Regions from separate parts of the Anas platyrhynchos genome. Here region 2 is linked to region 1. Evidence: chromatin contacts called from public Hi-C data. All regions are on one chromosome and are shown on one strand. Each heading gives the region's core, a stretch centred on a gene start, on an enhancer-like site or on the middle of the called end of the contact. The rest is flanking DNA. Distances are from core to core; before and after follow the strand shown. Region 1 overlaps LOC101789803 (SAM and SH3 domain-containing protein 1). Region 2 overlaps LOC101789803 (SAM and SH3 domain-containing protein 1).

Region 1 (3,105 bases), core at 391-2,890:
CCTCCCACAGCCAACAATGGGCACTGACAAAGCTACAGGTTCATTAGTCAAGGTCCAGGCCATGCAATCACAAAGCAGAAAATTATCAGCAGCACTTCATGTTAAAAGAGGTATTGTTACCAATCGTTTTGCTGGGTCATTAGAAAGCAATTCTCATTCATCCTGTGTTACTGAACCTACCAAAGCCTGAGCACAAAGCGTGCTCACCAACCCTTAATACCCTAATGATGGGCAAAGTGGAAATGAAGAAAGCCTGTGCTGCTGCATGAAGGAAAAAATATAGAGGGGACCCAGCTAAAAGCAGAGACTACATACGATTGAGGGATTTCCACATATGATTTCTATTTTCCACATCATTTTTTACATTTTCCTGTTGTTTAGACTATGCTAGTTTTTCATATCCACAAAAGGAAGCATCATTAATGTAAACCTGGTATGCCATTGCTCTTAGCATTGACACAACAAGCTTAGTTCATTGACTTTCAATATGTAAAAATTCAGAGGGGAAAACAAAAAGTATTTCAAAACACTAATAATGGAGCCGGTATTCACAGCAAACCAACAACACATAGAAACAACAAAATAGAAAATTTGTCTCAAGGTTACAATTTACCTTTAAATTAAAGTTACTTTCTATTAAACAGCAGCTCTCAGCAGAAAAAGAGGAGATGTAAAAACCCTCCCTACCTCTTTCTCTGTAATGCAAAAGCCAGGGAAACCCTGAGTTTGCTTTCAAGAAAGATCGTAGAGGGCACCAGATCCACAAACTCTTATCAGTCCTGTGTAGGGTCTTGTGGAGACTGCACTGCCGGCTGGAGACATCTGTGTTATGTGACCTGGCATGTGAGAAAAAGCCTGGACCAAAGGTTATCTCTGTGAGCTGTCTTTCTTCATAACGGGATTAGTGGGGCTAGGTGTAACGTTTTGTGGAGACAAGAGGGAAAGGAAATGCAACAGGTTATGTCTGAAGAAGAAAGCTAAACACCTAAACTGAAAGTCAATCTCCATTTGGATCCCTTTATCTGAAGGGATACCACTCTGTGGTTCTGTAAACCAGAAGAAATGAAAGGTATCAGTCTAGAGAGCAGGGGTTAAGCCTACTGGGCTTTATCCTTACTCTTGCAACTGGGACACACTTTAAAAACACACCCCAAAGTCTCAGAAATCCTTTTAAATAGAATGTCTCCAAGTGCTTCCGAGCCAGTGAAGCAGCACCACAGCCATTCTGCAGACCCCATAAAAGTTGGGTATACCCCTCCTCCAAACGCACACCCTACCGGAGCCAGGACCCGGCTGCCTGCCCGCACCAAGTGCTTATGGCTGAGGCCAAAGCAGCCTCTGGGTGCCAAGCAGACATCAAAGAAGGGGAGGCACTTGAATGAGGTGCTGGGAGGGTGACGGAGGGACAAGATTTCTGCTGCAGGTCATGGCAAACCTTTGGCGGCTTCAGGAAGAGCAGTCCTGGGAGGAACCTGCAGCTGGCACGAGCTGCCGCAATGCCTCTGGCTGCTGCTACCAGCCGGGATCTGCTTCCCCCATCTCCACGTTGCCTGGCTTCCTACCAAACTCCTCTCCCCAAAGCATGCTAGCCAGTACGCAATTACACGTTATCACTGGGGTATTATCAGCTGGCGTCTTTCTTTCAGTTTGTTTCTTTATTACTTTGATAAGAAATCCAAATAGCCACCGAAACACAGAGAGCAGGCTAGATCATATATATGTAAATATTACAGCTCCCCGGACAAGCAAAGGGGAGCCTTATTGTCCTCAAAGCAGATACTGTGTTCTCTTCAGCTAACAACAGTCGGTAGGGAAGCACTGGTTGTCTCTTGGCATGGTAACTGCAAAATATTATGGAAAGATAAAATTATCTTCTTCAGATCTTATAATGGATTCAATAGTTGGGAATCTGAAACCAACTACTGCTTTGGAATGAAATTCCAGGAAGACTTCTAACTCATCGTGTCTCTTGCAAGTTCCTCTGTATCTTCTTCAGGTTGTCCCATGAAGACAAAAGCTCCTCACATGAAAAAGTCTTCTTCAGCAAAATCCCTGTTCCGTCAAAACTGACCAGAGTTTTGCCAGTGATTTCATTAATGTCAGAATTTCACCCAGATACCTGCTCCAGCTATGGAGGGAAAAGCAACGCATTGGCATAAAAGACACCACAGGGTCTTCTACATACAAAGGTCAACAGGCCAAGTTTTGGAAGGCCACCTTTAAAAGAACACAATTCTTGATTTTCACTTCATACGGCAACTTATTTTCAGATCCATATACAAACTTCCAGTCCCCACTAGTGGAGAGTTTGCCATTACCTCATAAATACCCGATTCCATGCACTACATACCTCAAAAAAATATCCTTTTCATGGTGCTGAATTTCAGGGATGCAGAGAATTCCTACGCTATTGCTCACAATCCACGTCCTGCAAGCTCAAAACCTTACTATCCTTCAGCCAGCCACTGCTGCTCTGAGACGCTGCAAATTGCAATTAACCAGTACATTCCGTCACCAGCTTGCTACAAACTAAGCAAGAGCTTTTAAGTCTAATTGTGTTATCTAGTAAGCTCCATTAACAGTACAAATAGCTTTGAGGCACTTCTACCACAGCTGCAACTATGGAATATTTCATTAGAATAAGCGCAAAAGGGAAAAGTTGCATTCACTTCACCGAAATCCCAGTACAGCTGCAAATACACTCGATATTTGTCAAGTATAGTGAGAGTTATTAAGCGACTTCAAAGTCCTTAAAATATGCTGCTTACCAGCAGCACTTGACAAGTATTTGCTTCCCCTCCGGACCTGGGATCTGCCATCACAGGTTCCTGCTAATAAGGTCCTATCTGAAGCTACCTAAATTAAATGCACACAAACAACAACATATATGCATTGGCCTGAGCGAGGGGGGCTCAGCTTGCACTTCAAGCAACTGCTGTGCACAGCATCGCCTCCCAAACCTGTGCCCTGAGGAGGTCCCACCGCGCTCTGCTCATTTACCTGGGCATGTCCAGTGGGCTTCCAGCAAGGCCAGTGGGATGAAGGGGACACCCTTCCTCCTCCCCATCACAGCAGCTCCTCAGCAGGAAGGAGGCAGACCCAGGC
Region 2 (3,105 bases), core at 223-2,722, 59 kb before region 1:
TTATCAAATTTGCATGAACCTGAAGAGAAAGCAGGCCTGCAAGATTCTGACCTTGATGGCACCAGTGTGAGAAAGAGATGGAAAGCAAAGACGTTTCATTCAATTATCTTCTCATTAGGTTTCCATAGCAATGGCTCTTTAAGCAGGTCAAAACTTTCTCAGTGGAAACAAACATGGGGCTGCGTGTGGCTGTGTGTGCGTGTCCCCCACCACGACCACGGTGGAGCCACCGAGCTGCCCGTGGGCACCCAACATGGAAGCCGGTGGCGGGGCTGCGTCGCACATCGCCCAGGCGGCCTACGGGGCTGAGGCAGGGGCAGATCGCTGTCAGCCCAAAGCTCGTCCACGGCCAAGCATGAGGCAGCCAAGGTGACGCACTGCGTGCACTGCTCGCAGTTTGGCTTCCTCGTGAAAGGCGGCCTTCACGCTGCCCAGCACCCAACTTCCAGGACAGAAAGCTCCTGCCAGCGGCTCGGCTCCGAGGAGCACTGGTCCCCCTCCTCACGTGTCCCAGGCGGTGCTTGGCTGGCCTCTCGCTCCCATTGTGAGGGTTATTGTGGGAGTTTCCTGCCCTACTTCTCTGGAGGAGGCTGTTTAAAGGCAGCATGAATAATTTGGCTTTGACTAAATCAGGCCTCAAACAAGTGACAACGGGGCCGTACACATTCACTGCTTCTTTTTGATTCCTGCAAGCACAGGGTATAAAGAAATGCATCTTAAATGAGGACATCTCCAGTACGGCAAGCTTTTACTTCTTCCTTTTTTTCCTTCCAACACTCCTTTCCATTTTTAACCTACCCAAAAGGAACAATTTATTCCGTCAGTAATTAAGTGCAGCCTTTGGCATCCTCACTTTAGGGTTTTGTTTGTTTTCTGCTTTGTTCTCCTCAGTTTCTGCCCTCTCCTTGCCTCACGTCCTCTGGCAGAGGACTCCTGTTTCTTTGCAGAAGAGCTTTCAAATATCTGCCAAAGTTAATTCGGGCACCCTGTCAAGTTGCCAGAATCAAATATGACAGAATTTAAGCCCCCCCATCCATGACCTGGAGTGATGATTTAATAACCTCCTGCTTTCAGAGCTTGACCTCTAGTTTGGATGCAGTAGGGGAAGAGGATTAGGAAATCTAGCGTTAAAAACTACTGGCAAAGGCCAGTAGATTAGTGTACCAAAGGGGGCAGAATTTAGGCTTGCATGAACTCTGCTGCAAAATGAAAGCTGTTTTTAAAGACTGCTGTTTTCAGCAGCAAACACTGCTGAACATGGGGACACAAAACTGCAGGCACTCTCCCAGCCTCGGGCTGATGCGGAGTTCAAGCTTATTCCGCAGGAGTGTGACCGGTGTTACTATGGCACGTCCACTGCAGAAAATCCTTAAGAACAGATTCAGTCAATAGTTCCTCCTACAGGGCCGACAACATGCAGATAACCACTTCTGTTGTGGCTTCACTGGCTGGCTGCTAACAGCCTCAGAGAAAACCCCAACTACTGAGCAGCCTGCAACTCCTCCTCTGACATCCACAACAAGTAACCAAGGAGCCGGCCAAACTGCATCCACTCAACATGGGAGAAGCTCGGTTTGAGACGTGCACCCTGTACATGCGGAGCACACGACAAAGATACTCACTCTGCAGAGCAGCTGAAGCCAGGAGCTGAGCACGCAGCTGCCAGAGGGACAGCAGCTCCCCTGTGCTGGAATGCAAAGCCCCCGAGCAATGCTGCCCCATACGTGTGAGCTGCTTGCCAGCATCTTCTGCTCCGTGAGGCTGTTTCTGCTCAGCTTCCTGCTCTGGCAGAGTCTGGGATTTCAGTATTCAGGATCATTGGGCAGAAAACATTTAAAATGTACTGAGCTGCAGGCTGAGAAGTATAGCTAGACAAAACATGGCACTCGATATGAAGTATGACCATTTACTTGGTCAGCAGTGTTCTTGAGTGGTACAGATCTAGAAAGAGATGGTGACTCATGCAGAAGTTGTCAATTGATAACATTCACTGGCACGCAAAGGTGGTAAGAATGCCTGTGAAATGCCACAAGCATTGCCCCATGCATTATTTTGTGTCCTTCCTTTCTCTAGCAGCTGCAAATAAAAAGAATGAGTGCACAGGAGTGAGAGACTGTACCTCATCCTGCCTGTATATAGTGCTCTTGGGTCTCTCACCCACTTTTCTCTCTTTCCGGGCAGTTCTCTGATGCACCATGTTTGAAATTTGCCCAGAGGCTGCTGGAGTGAGCAGTGAGAGCAAGCAGATCTATTTCCCAAGAGGGAAAATACACAACTTCCCCTCTGCAACATCCCCAGTTCTTCTGAAAACAGGATGAGAGTCAGGATGCAGAAGCCTGACTTCAGGGGACTGGGTTTAACCTGGATTTCCTGGCAAACATGCAGAGCTCATCAGTTTGTCATGTAGGCCTGAATACTCAAAAATGGAACAGGCTAAAAGTTGAATTACATTGTTTTAAATGCTCTGTTTACAATTATGAGAAAACCCTGCTCAGTCCCCTGCCTGGGTAAACATCCTTGGGGTGTTGCCATCACTTTGAAATAATAGGGATTGTATATACAAACACATCCCCAGATCAACATGCTATGGGGACAAAGAGGGAATAGTAACTACGAAGAACACACTTACTGCCTATTTGCTACAGTGATTATTCTTCTGGCAAATCAGAAGTCAGGGTGTCTAATTGCAGCACTTGCAGTTCTGGGGAGATTTCTGTTTAAAATGAAATGTCACGGATAGAGATGCTGCTGCCACTTTGCTGGAGGCAGACTGAGAGTCTGCAAAGTTACACCAGCACCCCAACTGATGCTGTGACTGCCGTTTAAAAGAAGGAAATTTTGGAAAGGGCAAAGGGAAATGAAATTAATTAGTAAGAGAGAAAAAAAAAAAAACGAAAACAACTATAAACACCTCATTCCATGCCTTCCATTATTTGCTGAATATTATATGGCTAGGAAGCCTGCCCAACTGCTTCATTTACAGAAGTAACTCTAGCATGGCCAAAAACTCAGAGCAATTGTGAGCTGAAGCTTGAACAAACATGACTTTCTCTCCCACTCTTTATTGATAGCTTTCCAGGCCACATCAGTACCCTTGGCGTTATC

Evidence for each region. Hi-C and Micro-C count contacts between places; a contact is called where the count stands out from the background.
Region 2: a contact with region 1 is called in a Hi-C map of small yellow follicle, with 3 times the contacts expected there. The contact joins two enhancer-like sites. A contact is called at or near these places in 3 of 8 Hi-C or Micro-C datasets (F5 follicle, small yellow follicle and subcutaneous adipose tissue).

Annotation. Positions count from the first base shown.
Region 1 is chr3:52,783,981-52,787,085 of IASCAAS_PekinDuck_T2T, reverse strand. All of the region lies in intron 1 of LOC101789803 (SAM and SH3 domain-containing protein 1), which reads right to left. Among named protein-coding and RNA genes, the nearest start is that of UST, 160 kb to the left of the region's middle. Within about 2 kb of position 1,640, at least 4 of the 8 cell types and tissues checked have an H3K27ac peak or open chromatin away from gene starts, as enhancers often do. A contact at or near this core is called in small yellow follicle, where this site is marked.
Region 2 is chr3:52,843,263-52,846,367 of IASCAAS_PekinDuck_T2T, reverse strand. All of the region lies in intron 4 of LOC101789803 (SAM and SH3 domain-containing protein 1), which reads right to left. Among named protein-coding and RNA genes, the nearest start is that of UST, 100 kb to the left of the region's middle. Within about 2 kb of position 1,472, at least 4 of the 8 cell types and tissues checked have an H3K27ac peak or open chromatin away from gene starts, as enhancers often do. A contact at or near this core is called in small yellow follicle, where this site is marked.